4 separate regions of the Sus scrofa genome follow, and regions 1, 2 and 3 are each linked to region 4. The links are chromatin contacts, called in public Hi-C and promoter capture Hi-C maps. All regions are on one chromosome and are shown on one strand. The core of a region is the stretch at or near the end of the contact, and the rest is flanking DNA. Distances in the headings are between cores, read along the strand shown.

What was found. Promoter capture Hi-C pulls out the DNA fragments that hold promoters and counts their contacts. A called contact is a pair of places that touch in the nucleus more often than the background predicts.
Region 1: a Hi-C map of liver shows a contact between it and region 4, with 2.7 times the contacts expected there. The contact joins the promoter of DDX56 here to the promoter of PPIA in region 4. A contact is called at or near these places in 2 of 5 promoter capture datasets (fetal liver and liver), 4 of 47 Hi-C or Micro-C datasets (embryonic fibroblasts, liver and skeletal muscle) and 2 of 2 datasets of contacts at active chromatin or transcription factors (alveolar macrophages and skeletal muscle).
Region 2: a Hi-C map of skeletal muscle shows a contact between it and region 4, with 4 times the contacts expected there. The contact joins the promoter of NUDCD3 here to the promoter of PPIA in region 4. A contact is called at or near these places in 2 of 47 Hi-C or Micro-C datasets (embryonic fibroblasts and skeletal muscle) and 1 of 2 datasets of contacts at active chromatin or transcription factors (alveolar macrophages).
Region 3: a promoter capture Hi-C map of liver shows a contact between it and region 4, with 3 times the contacts expected there. The contact joins the promoter of NPC1L1 here to the promoter of PPIA in region 4. A contact is called at or near these places in 2 of 5 promoter capture datasets (fetal liver and liver) and 1 of 2 datasets of contacts at active chromatin or transcription factors (skeletal muscle).

Annotation. Positions count from the first base shown.
Region 1 is chr18:50,704,166-50,706,865 of Sscrofa11.1, forward strand. DDX56 (DEAD-box helicase 56) reads left to right here and starts at 1,448. Exons shown (of 14, transcript NM_001244543.1): 1 at 1,448-1,542; 2 at 1,633-1,794. The coding sequence starts at 1,483.
Region 2 is chr18:50,757,624-50,760,323 of Sscrofa11.1, forward strand. It overlaps NUDCD3 (nudC domain-containing protein 3), which reads left to right and starts at 1,446. Exons shown (of 6, transcript XM_003134880.6): 1 at 1,446-1,840. The coding sequence starts at 1,649. NPC1L1 (Niemann-Pick C1-like protein 1) reads left to right here. Exons shown (of 19, transcript XM_005673340.3): 19 at 1-53.
Region 3 is chr18:50,725,506-50,728,205 of Sscrofa11.1, forward strand. NPC1L1 (Niemann-Pick C1-like protein 1) reads left to right here and starts at 1,349. Exons shown (of 19, transcript XM_005673340.3): 1 at 1,349-1,622; 2 at 2,562-2,700. The coding sequence starts at 1,569.
Region 4 is chr18:50,565,450-50,568,149 of Sscrofa11.1, forward strand. It overlaps PPIA (peptidylprolyl isomerase A), which reads right to left and starts at 1,368. Exons shown (of 5, transcript NM_214353.1): 1 at 1,296-1,368. The coding sequence starts at 1,364.

The sequences.
Region 1 (2,700 bases), core at 198-2,697, 140 kb after region 4:
AGAGGGAGGCAAAAGAAGGCTGTAATGACATGTGAGGCCTCAACCCTCTGTTAATAGCTCTGAAAATAGAGGAAGGGGACCTCAAGCCAAGCTGGGAAAGGCAAAATCCGAATTATTCTTCTAGAACCTCCAGTGAGCCCCGCCAGCATTGTGATTTCAGCCTAGTGAGAGCTCATGAAACTTCTGACCTACAGAACTCAAAGATAATAAACTTGCATTAAACCACCAAGATTATGGGAATTTGTTAACAGCAGCAATTGGTGGGGACCAAGAATCCTTATTTTTATGTATGTATGTATGTATTTATTTTGTCTTTCGTCTTTTTAGGGCTGCGGCATATGGAGTTTCCCAGGCTAGGGGTCAAATCGGAGCTGTAGCCACCGGCCTACGCCAGAGCCACAGCAACGCGGGATCCGAGCCAAGTCTGCAACCTACACCACAGCTCACGGCAACGCTGGGGACCGAACCCGCAACCTCATGGTTCCTAGTCGGATTCGTTAACCACTGCGCCACGATGGGAACTCCGAATCCTTATTTTTAATCAAGCTGTGCAGGCAACATCGGGGCAGCCAGGTTTGGGAACCCCAGACCAACCTACCTTCCTCATCTCCTTCTCCCAAACATCATTCTTGTACAGTCCAATCGCTCTAGCCTGTCCTTTGGACTGCTTGTGACCCTGAATCTTAGCCAGCCTCGGTTGCCTCTATCATGTGTTGGTACACCAAGTGTCTTTCTACTCAAAGCTGTTGCCCCGGTTCAGATTCCCAAGTTCCCCGCAGTGCTACAGCCAAACAGCCCTGTAAAACATATGTTGGTGCACTTTTCCTGAGCACCGTAAGTGGCAGAGAAATTAGTGCTTACACACAAATCCGACAGATTCCCCAGATGCATAAGAAAGGGCGCGGGACTCACCAGTGTTTCTCGTACGTGGTGAGCTACCATCCGCCGCACGCCTGTTCTTAAATAGAACACAGGCGAGCACGCTTGAACACTGATGTATTTGTCAATGCAAGTATAACTAACGCCGAATAAATACTAGGGTGAGGCTGTTAAAACCAACCTCGAGGTGAAGGGAAAGCCCTAAGCATGTAACCGGGGGACAGTCCTGCTGGTTGTTTGACCCGTTGTGGGTCGGCGGAGGCGGGCACAGGAGGGAATCTCACCCGCCTCCACGCAGCCCCGCCCCCGCCGCAGGCAATCCCAGCGCAGCACGCCTTTAGGAGGCAGTGTCAGCGGACCAGCGAGGACCAGACAGCTCCCAGCCGACCCTGGCCCCTCGCCCGTCCCCTCTCCCCGGAGACACCGGGTTCTGCGCGCCGCCGCCGCGGCAGCGGTCCTCCGTCAGAACATCGGAAGCCGGGGCTCCGATACTTCCGGGAGGTGACGTATCCTTTAAGATGATTGGCTGCTGCTGTGACCCGCCTACGCGGCCCCGCGTGCACTTCCTGTCGCGCATGCGCGCTGTCACTACAGAACAGCAGCATGGAGGATCCAGAGCTATTGGGTTTTGAACACATGGGCCTAGACCCCCGGCTCCTACAGGTACTGGGGAGGGCTGAGGAGCCGGTCCGAGGTGGAGGGGAGGTGGCAGCAGGGCAGCGCGCCGCCTGAGCCGTCCCTTGTCTCTCCTAGGCCGTTACCGACCTGGGCTGGTCGCGACCCACGCTGATCCAGGAAAAAGCCATTCCTTTGGCCCTTGAGGGGAAGGACCTCCTGGCTCGGGCCCGCACGGGGTCAGGGAAGACCGCTGCTTATGCCATTCCGATGCTGCAGCTGCTGCTCCACAGGAAGGCGGTGAGTCGGGGGAGGGGCCTTTAAAGGCCGGGAAGGGAGATGCAGGCGTTTGAGTTCCGTTGTGCCCCCTTGGAAGACTGTGTCCCCCATCGCCACCCACCGAAGTCTTTCCCAAGTACCGGGTTTCCTTATGGCCTCTTACACGTGAAGGTTGGTCTGAAAGAAACTGGTGCTCTTGCTGTAAACGCTCTGGGGTGGAATTCAGGTCACTTGGGTTCTAGTCAAGGCCCTCCGACCACCACTCTTTGTACAATCCTGAGTAAATGGGGTTTCTCTTTTTCCTACTTTAAAAGGGGGCACCTCTTCCCTTCCTACTTATAGATTATTGTGAAACTCTGGTTTCCTAACGGATACATTTTTTGTAACTTTGTAGCTGTAAAGAGAGTTATCCTTTTTGTGGTGAGTGTCTGGGAGAAGAGTCCTCTGGTCTACATTCTGAAGTGCCTAGAAGCAGGTGGGGGGTTGGTCAGAGGACAACTAGGGAGTTCCTGTCGTGGCTCAGCGGTAACAAACCTAATATCCATGAGGAAGTGGATTCTATCCCAGGCCTCACTCAGTGGGTTAAGGATCCATCGTTGCCATGAGCTGTGGAGTAGGTCACAGACACAGCTAGGATCTGGTGTTGCCGAGGCTGCGGCTGCGGCTGGCAGCTGTATAGCTCCTGTTGGACCTCTAGCCTGGGAATTTCCATAAGCCACAGATGTGGCTCTAAAAAGACAAAAAAAAAAAAAAAAAGCACAACTAGATTGTTGTGTTGGAGTTCCCGTCGTGGCGCAGTGATTAACGAATCTGACTAGGAACCATGAGATTGTGGGTTCGATCCCTGGCCTTGCTCAGTGGGTTAACGATCCGGCGTTGCCGTGAGCTGTGGTGTAGGTTGCAGACGCGGCTCGGATCCCGCGTTGC
Region 2 (2,700 bases), core at 196-2,695, 190 kb after region 4:
TGTTAACATGTAATGTGTTTTTATGGTTATTAAAATGCCTAAATAAATATTAATTTTTTTCTTAGTTTTAATTTCTAACATGGTAACTACTGATAAGCATAGTCCACTCCACATAATATACTGAAGATTATTTATTTTGCCTTTTAGGGCTGCACTGAGACATATGGAAGTTCCAAGGCTAGGGGTCGAATTGGAGCTGCAGCTGCTGACCTACACCACAGCCACAGCAATGCAGGATCCGAGCGGCATCTGTGACCTATACCACAGCTCATGGCAACACCGGATCCCTGACCCACTGAGCGAGGCCAGGGATTGATGGATACTAGTTGGATTCGTTTCCACTGCATAAACAGGCCATAAAAGGAACTCCCTGAAGACTCTTTAGAGTCTTCAATAATTTTTTTTTTTTTTTTTTTTTTTTTTTTTTTTTTTTTTTGGCTGCTTTCAGCATGTGGAAGTTCCTGGGTCAGGGATCAAACCCTTGACACAGCAGCAACTCCAGCGACAACTCAGGATCCTTAACCCGCTGCACCACAAAGGAAACTCCTTCAACAAATTTTAAGAGTGTAAATGGGTCCTATGTTCGAAAAGTTTCAGAACCACTGCTCTAGGACAATTTATCCGAGCTTGACTATTTACAATTCATTAGAGCCCATACACTATGAAGATATGTGTTAACTTGCAGATTTCAGGCCAGCAGAGATGCAAGTCATCTCTATCCACTAGAAAAGATAATCCACATCATTTTGTAGGACACCAGCCAGCTTTGTATCCAACCTGGCAATCTTACTGTTTTTTTCAAAATGTTTATAAATACCCAGTTTCTCCAAAAGCTTCTCCAAACACTGGTTACTCAGTTAAACTGTATAAATTTTTGACATGTGTTCATTATGTATTTGTCCGAGGGTTATGTTTTCTGTTTTAAGATTATGCTTTGACACACACCTAGGATACATATACATGCTGTGCGTACGTATACTATGCATACACAGGGACATACCACACACACATGTACATATAGGTGTATTTCACAGGAGGGCACACCAGATGATTCTGCACCTTGCTCTTTCCATTTAATATGCGCGAATGCACTCACTTTACATTCTTTTGATTTAGGCACATCACAACGCATTTCACCCACGGCTCTGTCATTAACAGGGCACATACCACCCGCACGCTGGCATTTTCCTCTTCTGACGCGCCAGCAAAAGGCTCTCGGCTCGTGTGGTCCCGCCCGTAACCTGGGGCTCGGGACACCCAGTCGGGAACGGGCCCGCAGACCAGGTGACAATGCCGAGGATCAGGTGACACTGCCCACACTACACCTCTTCCGCCCGTTGCCAACATGGCCGCTAGGCGCCCGCAGCTCGGCCGCCCCAGGCTCTCCTGCGCTTCGCGGCGCACAGCGGCCCCTCGGCGACAGCCCCAGGCCGCCACGGCGCCCTGGGGGCGGGGCCTGCGGCAAGTCCCTCCGGCGCAGCCGGGCTCAGCCCCACGGGCGGGGGGGCGGGGGGCGAACCAGCGCGGACCGGAAGTTTCACGGGCGCGCTGGCAGCCGGAGCCGTTACCGCAGGGCACCGGAAGTGGCCGTAGGCCGGCGTCCGGGCCGCGCCCGCAGTGAGTGAGCGTCCCTCCGGCCGGCGACGCCATGGAGCCCGGGGCGGCCGAGCTATACGACCAGGCCCTGCTGGGCATCCTGCAGCACGTGGGCAACGTCCAGGACTTTCTGCGCGTGCTCTTCGGCTTCCTTTATCGCAAGACGGACTTCTATCGCCTGCTGCGCCACCCGTCGGACCGCATGGGCTTCCCGCCGGGGGCCGCGCAGGCGCTGGTGCTGCAGGTAACGCGCGGCGGGCAGGCGGCTCCGGGTGGGGTTGGGGGAGCCGTGGCAGCCCGCCCCCGCCGCCCGCCAGCCCGTCCCCCCCTCCCGCCAGCCGAGTCCCCGTGGCTCTTGAACCCCGCGGGAGCCGAAGAGCCCCGCGAGCCGCCGCTCTCTGCGCTCCCGGCCTCCGTTCATCCTCTGGCGCTCGGACCCGCCTCCTTGGGCCGCGGCTTCACCCGGGAGGCGGATGGAATATCAGATTACTCCTGCGGGAGAGGGGCTAGCGCTCGAGTAGCCTGGTCTGACACTGGGTGCACTTGGGCATCAGAAGCAGTAGATGCTCAGGGTCCCGGTGTCTCCTGCAGCGCGTAATCTTTCGATGTGCCAGGGCCTGCCAGTTAGGAAATAAAAACAGTGCAGGCTGGACGCGGGAAGGCGGCGGTAGCACAGAGACCTGCACACCCTACCATGGAAGAGTAGAGGTGGAGCGGAGACTGTGGTTATTGATGGGTGTTGTCCGCTTGTTTGGAATGTGATTTCTCAGGTCAAAGACAGTCATGGTAGTAGTTAATAAGTTTACGTTTGAGTATATCCCAGGTTAAATCGATCGTATGTTCGAGGGGCTGGTAATACTTGTTCCCTGAAGTTGACTGGGTACGCGAATGTAATAAACAAGAATTTATGTGCGGATTGTATTTATACTCTCAGCTGCCACAGGCGTTGGTGGTGCACTGGTAATGTGGTTGGTTAAATACTCGTCTTTCTCCTTGGGCTACTGATGCTATAGTTAATGAGATAAAACACAAGTGACCAAGAACTATGCAAGGCCAGTTATGTGACAGAGTCCATGAGAAGGGAAGGAGCAGAAATGACGGTTT
Region 3 (2,700 bases), core at 99-2,598, 160 kb after region 4:
CCATCAAGGGAGTCTGTGTGCCTTGGGGCCTGGCTCCGTGCCCACCGGGGGCGGCCTGGGGCTGAAGCTGTGGGTGGTGTCCTCAGCCGCCGTTGTGGCGAGAACATCACATGTGCCCTTCTTTCCTGGAGGGGACCCTAGGGAGCAGGCTCCCCACCATCTCTCGGAGGTTCCTCGTGAGCCTGCAGCTGCCCAAGAAGGAGCCCGGACTTCTGTGCCCTCTGATTGCACCCTTTCATCCTCCGGCTCATCCCTGCTGCCTGCTAGGGGTCACCTTCCAAACAAAGGAGTGGCACTGCGATCCTTGTCTCGGGGTCTGCTTCTGGGGGAGGACATCCAGGAGAGAAAACAGAGACTCCGAGTTGGGGCCGGGGGCTCAGCATCTGCTCCTGAGTCTCCAGGGCGGGGCCTTGGAGGTGCGGGATGGAGGTCAGTGCAGGCAGGCCCTGGCCATTGGCTCTCCTCTCCACCGTGGCTGATTCAGGGCTTAGGGGTCCCCTGCCCCTGCCCTGCCACCCCCCCCCCTTGGCATCTGGTTCCCCTCCTCGCGTCTCTGTCTTCCCCATACGTGTTGGGTGGCTCCCTCTGAGTCAGGCAGGGTCCGTGACACAAACACTGGACCAGGGAGATTGCAGGTTCCTTCCCGCAGCTGCCTCTGGCAGGCGGCCACCGGCAGATTGTCCCGACGGCTGCCCTTATCAGCTCAGCCTTGACTTGGGGGCCAAGGTCTGGCCCATTCTGGTGATAGCGAGAGCCCAACGGAGGCCTCAGAGATCCCTATCTGGAGGGAGCAGAAGGTGAGTTCAGGGCCCCGGGGGGTGGGGGTGGGGGTAGGGTGGGGTGGGGCTGCCCACCTGTGGCTGCCAGCCGACCTGGGCAAAGGATGTGTGGGAGGGGAGGGGGCTGAAGAGCGAGGCCGTGGCTCTCATGCGTGGGGTCTCTGTGCACTGTCAGACCTGGATGAGACCTGAGTTTTCCTGCCCAGAGGAGGAAACTGCTGTCACTGTCACCCCACCCCACCTGTCCCCTCTGTTATCAGGTTGTTAATATTAATTAACAACAGTTGCTAGGATGACAGAGCGAGGGTGTGTCCCAACCAGAGCTGGCCTGGACCCAAGAGAGCACTGGGGAGAGTGGGGGGCTCGGAGGCTGGAAGTTGTTCAGGGGAGGGGGTGGTGCCCAGGTGTAACCACGTCTCCCACTTCTCCCAGGGCCTGGTACCTCCTGCAGCAGAAGTCACGTGGGGAGCTCACTGCAGGTCTCTGGCTGGCTCAGCCCTCTGGCCTTGGTTGCTTTGGGAAGAAGGTGAAGAGGAGACCCCGGGAGGCTCATCTGAGAGGGTGGGGCCAAAGGTGGATTATTAACCAGCTGGGAGCCCTGGCAGGTGCAGGGCCCGGCCCTATTGGTCCCCATCCCAGTCAGGTGATGGTAGGGAAGCTGCCTTCCACTGTGCCCTCAGTTTTAGCATATGCACGGCTGAAGTGAGCTCCGTGCCTTGCCAGGAGCCAGCCCTTGGCTGTCCCCAAGGCCAGGCTTCACTTGCCCTCTGACCCCTTCCCAGTGCCAGGATGGTGGAGGCCAGCCTGAAGGGCTGGCTGCTCTGGGCCCTGCTCCAGCACCTGGTGAGTCCCAGTGTCTGTGTCACACCGGGCGGGGGGCTGCTTGGCAACAGGGAGGGAGGGCCTGGGCTCTGGGGGGCAAGTTTCTAACTGATGAGGGATCCCAGGCTCCCAGAGGGGTCCTGAGCTGTCCAAGCCTCCAGGTCACGAGGTTAGATGGACACAAGGGTTGGGGAGGGGGCAGCTGGACTGAGCGTGACTGAGCGCCTCCCATCCCTGGGCTGCTGTGGATGTCCTGGCCTAAGGTGGCCGGTGGCAGCTTAAGCGAGGATCCAGTGCCGTGGTGCTGAGGGCGCGGGTTCAAGGGGAGAATCACCTCTTGAGAATTTAGCATCTAGGGTTGGGAGGAGGGCTGGGGGGCCGCTTGCCTCTCAAGTGTCTTGTTCATTGGCATGTCTGGGGAGGTGGGTGACGGCTTTCAGTCCCCAGCAGGTGAGGGCAGGGGAAACTGGCCTCTGGGTGTGGCCTGCAGCTTGGGCACAGTGGCGGCTGACTGCAATGGCAGTGGTGCCCCGTGAGCACAGGGCCTGCATCCTCTCGGCTTCTTAGAGTCAGCCCCCAACCCGTCAGGGGTCGTTGTTTTTCAGCAGGACCCTGCAGTGGCCTCCAGGGGTATCCTGGGTGACTCTCTTCACTCGTCCCCTCACCTTTTGGTGTGACCTTGTGAAATGCAAATCTCTCGAGTCCCCTCTCTTGTTGGTGACGCTGTCACTCGGGACGAAGGCCTGGCTGTACCCATCAGACACCGCCAGGAGCCCCACATGCTGCTTCAGCACCCCACCTCCTGCTGTGCTCTCCCTGGCATTGGGGAGCTGCCCAGCATCCATGCCTCTCTCACCCCCGCTCCGAGTTCTTCCCCACCCCTCCCTGACTGCCTGCTGCTCATCAGTTACCTGGAGAGGGTGGCCCGGGGGCCCATAGTGGCACTGCTCTGTTCCACAGGTCCAGAGTGAGCTGTACACGCCCATACACCAGCCTGGCGTCTGCGCTTTCTACGATGAGTGTGGGAGCAACCCAGAGCTGTCTGGAAGCCTGGCTTCACTCTCCAACGTGTCCTGCCTGGACAACTCGCCTGCCCGCC
Region 4 (2,700 bases), core at 118-2,617:
AGTGCCGACGTTCCTCAAACCCTTGTGCTGCCCTGACTTTAAGACCCCTCCTGATGTTCAAGTCGCTACCGGCAGTTCCACCTCCATTCTCACCAGAACCCACGCCAGAGCTCCTATCGCATTTCCCTTAGCGCTCTGGCTCACCTGAGACAAGCCACAAAGCCTCAGGCTCGGGCCGAGTTTCCACGTGGCCTCTGGTCAACTATCAGCTGACCGGATAAAGCGGGGTGTGCTCGATTGGACGTATTTCTCCACGGAGTATTTATCTCAGGGCAAGTTTCCACGTGGGCCCTATCAATTCTTAGCCTTGACTACAGTAAGAGGGAGGGACAGATTGACTAGGACGCAACGTTTTCTCCAGGAAGAGTTTAGGGGTTGACAAGATAGGAAACCCCCTGCATGGGGTGGCGGTGGGGGATACATCTGTTCTCGGAGTAAGATCCTCATCATTGGCGGCTTTTTGAAAAGTGGTCCCAGGGATGGAATCTCTGACGGCTCCACCCCAAGGCCTACCACGTTAACTCCAACAGAACAGCATTTACCGACTCGTGAGCACATCGACTTGGCTGCCATCCCGTGACTACACACGAGAACTCCCAGCATCGGGGAGGCCTACCGAGCAGCCAGTCTCGACTAGCCCTGCGTGGGGACAGCCGGGAGTGGCCGGGCGCCTCCCACCCACCGTCACCGCAGCGGAAGGCGGGCCCCGGCGCCAGCGGAGGGAAGGCGGCCTGCACATTTCCGTTCGGGGTGGGGGCGGGGAGGGCGCGTGGGCCCTTCTCCGACACCCACCTCGCGATCTTACGACAGCGGGGAAGCCCTCCACTCGGCTGACCCCGCCAGCCCTAATGAGCAGCCGCTCCTCCGGGGTCACGGGAGGGCGGGCCGCCACCACCGGCCCCGGCGCGGGAACGGCAGCCTTCTGTTGCGGCTGCCGCGTCGGCGCGAGGCGACCGGCCTCCGAGCCCTCGAGGGCCGCCCCAGGAGGGTCGCAGCTGCCTGGGGCCGGGACCCGCCTTCCGTTTGGGGCGTTGCTGACCCTCGGGGGCCCGCGGACCCGCGCGGCGGCCAACTGCTCGCGGCCCGAGCACGTGCGCGGCCGGAAGGGCGCGGCCGCCCCTCCCCCGCCCGCCCCGCCTTTGTCTGCCCGCCGCCCCCGGCCTCCCAAAATGGCCCCTCGTCAGGAAATGGCGACGCGCCGCCCGCGTTCCTCAAGCGGGGTGCCAGCACCCGGACCCCCGGTCGCCCCCCACCCCCCGCCGGGGCCCACCAGGCGCACTGCCGCCCGCCCCAACCTCGAAGGAGACGCGGCCCAAGGGCTCGCCATCGACGGCGATGTCGAAGAAGACGGTGGGGTTAACCATGGCTGAGCAGCACTGAGAGATCCGGGGCGGCGGCGTCTGCAAGGCAGCACGAGCCCCGCCGCCGGCTCTTTTATAGCCGGTCTGGGCCCCGCCCACGGCCGGTCGCGTGCCTTGTCGCTGGCCAATCGTGACCCAGGTCTAGTCGGAGTGATGGCGCGGCTGGCCTATGGGTGAAGATGGCGCCGGAGAGGCGGGACGGGAGACGCGCGTGCGCGCTGGAGGATGCAGGCAGGTTCCCGCCCGCGGGCTCCTTCTCCGCGCTGCGGCGTGGGGTCTGGTGCCAGCGACCGGAATGGACACCCGGACAGGGCGTGGTGAGCGCCATGGAGAGTCGGTGGGCACCTGAGGGGGGCGCATACCCCCGGCCCGGCGGACAAGACCTCACCCCATTGCTCAGAGGGGGTAACTGAGGCGAACGCAGGCCTCAAGGTCGCGCTATCGGCCAAGGTCGCTCGGGGTCCAGGGCCCGCGCCTCTCTGGGAGGCCAGGTGGCTTTGGGCATCGGGCATCACCTTTTTCTTACTGCAGTTGAGGATGAGGGGCAGCCGTCGCCCCCCCCCCCAGTCTAAGAGATTATGAAATGCTTCCAAAATGCCCTACTTTCCGAAAATACCCTGCACACTCTGAATTTTCTCCAGGAGGAAGACGTTAAAGCACGAGCCTGGCGGACTCTTAACCTATAAAGACATGCTGCACACTTTTGCCGTCTTTTTAAAACTTTTAAAATCTCTGCCCCACACCCTCTTTCAAAAGCAGAATTTTGCTCTGCCTTCTGGGTGAAAGACAAAGCAACCATTTAAAAGTGAATTCCCTTAGGCTAATAAATTAATGATAGTTTTATTGCTAGTACTAAGTGCCCTTATGTGACCCTAGTCATTTGTTCAGAAAACCTTGAAAAGAAAATTTATGTATCCTCTGACACTTGGTCGAAGTATTCAGAATGTTATTTAGTATCTGTAAAACTCAGGTTCTTCGGGGGATGGAAATCCTGTGAAATTGGATTGTTATGATCGTTACACAACTACAGATGTGATAAATTCATTTCAGTAATAAAAAAAACAAAAAACCTCAGGTTCTTCATCTGCAAAACCAGGATAGGGTTGTGAGAAGCAAATCAGAGGTTGGTGGGTTTGTTTTTGTTTTTTAGGTTTTTTTTTTTTTTTTTGCTTTTTAGGGCTGCTCCCGCAGCATGTGGAGGTTCCCAGGCTAGGGATCTAATCCGAGCTACAGCTGCTGGCTTTCACCACAGCCACAGCAACGCCAGATCGGAGCCATGTCTGCAACCTACACCACAGCTCACAGCTCATGGCAATGCCAGCTCCTTAACCCACTGAGC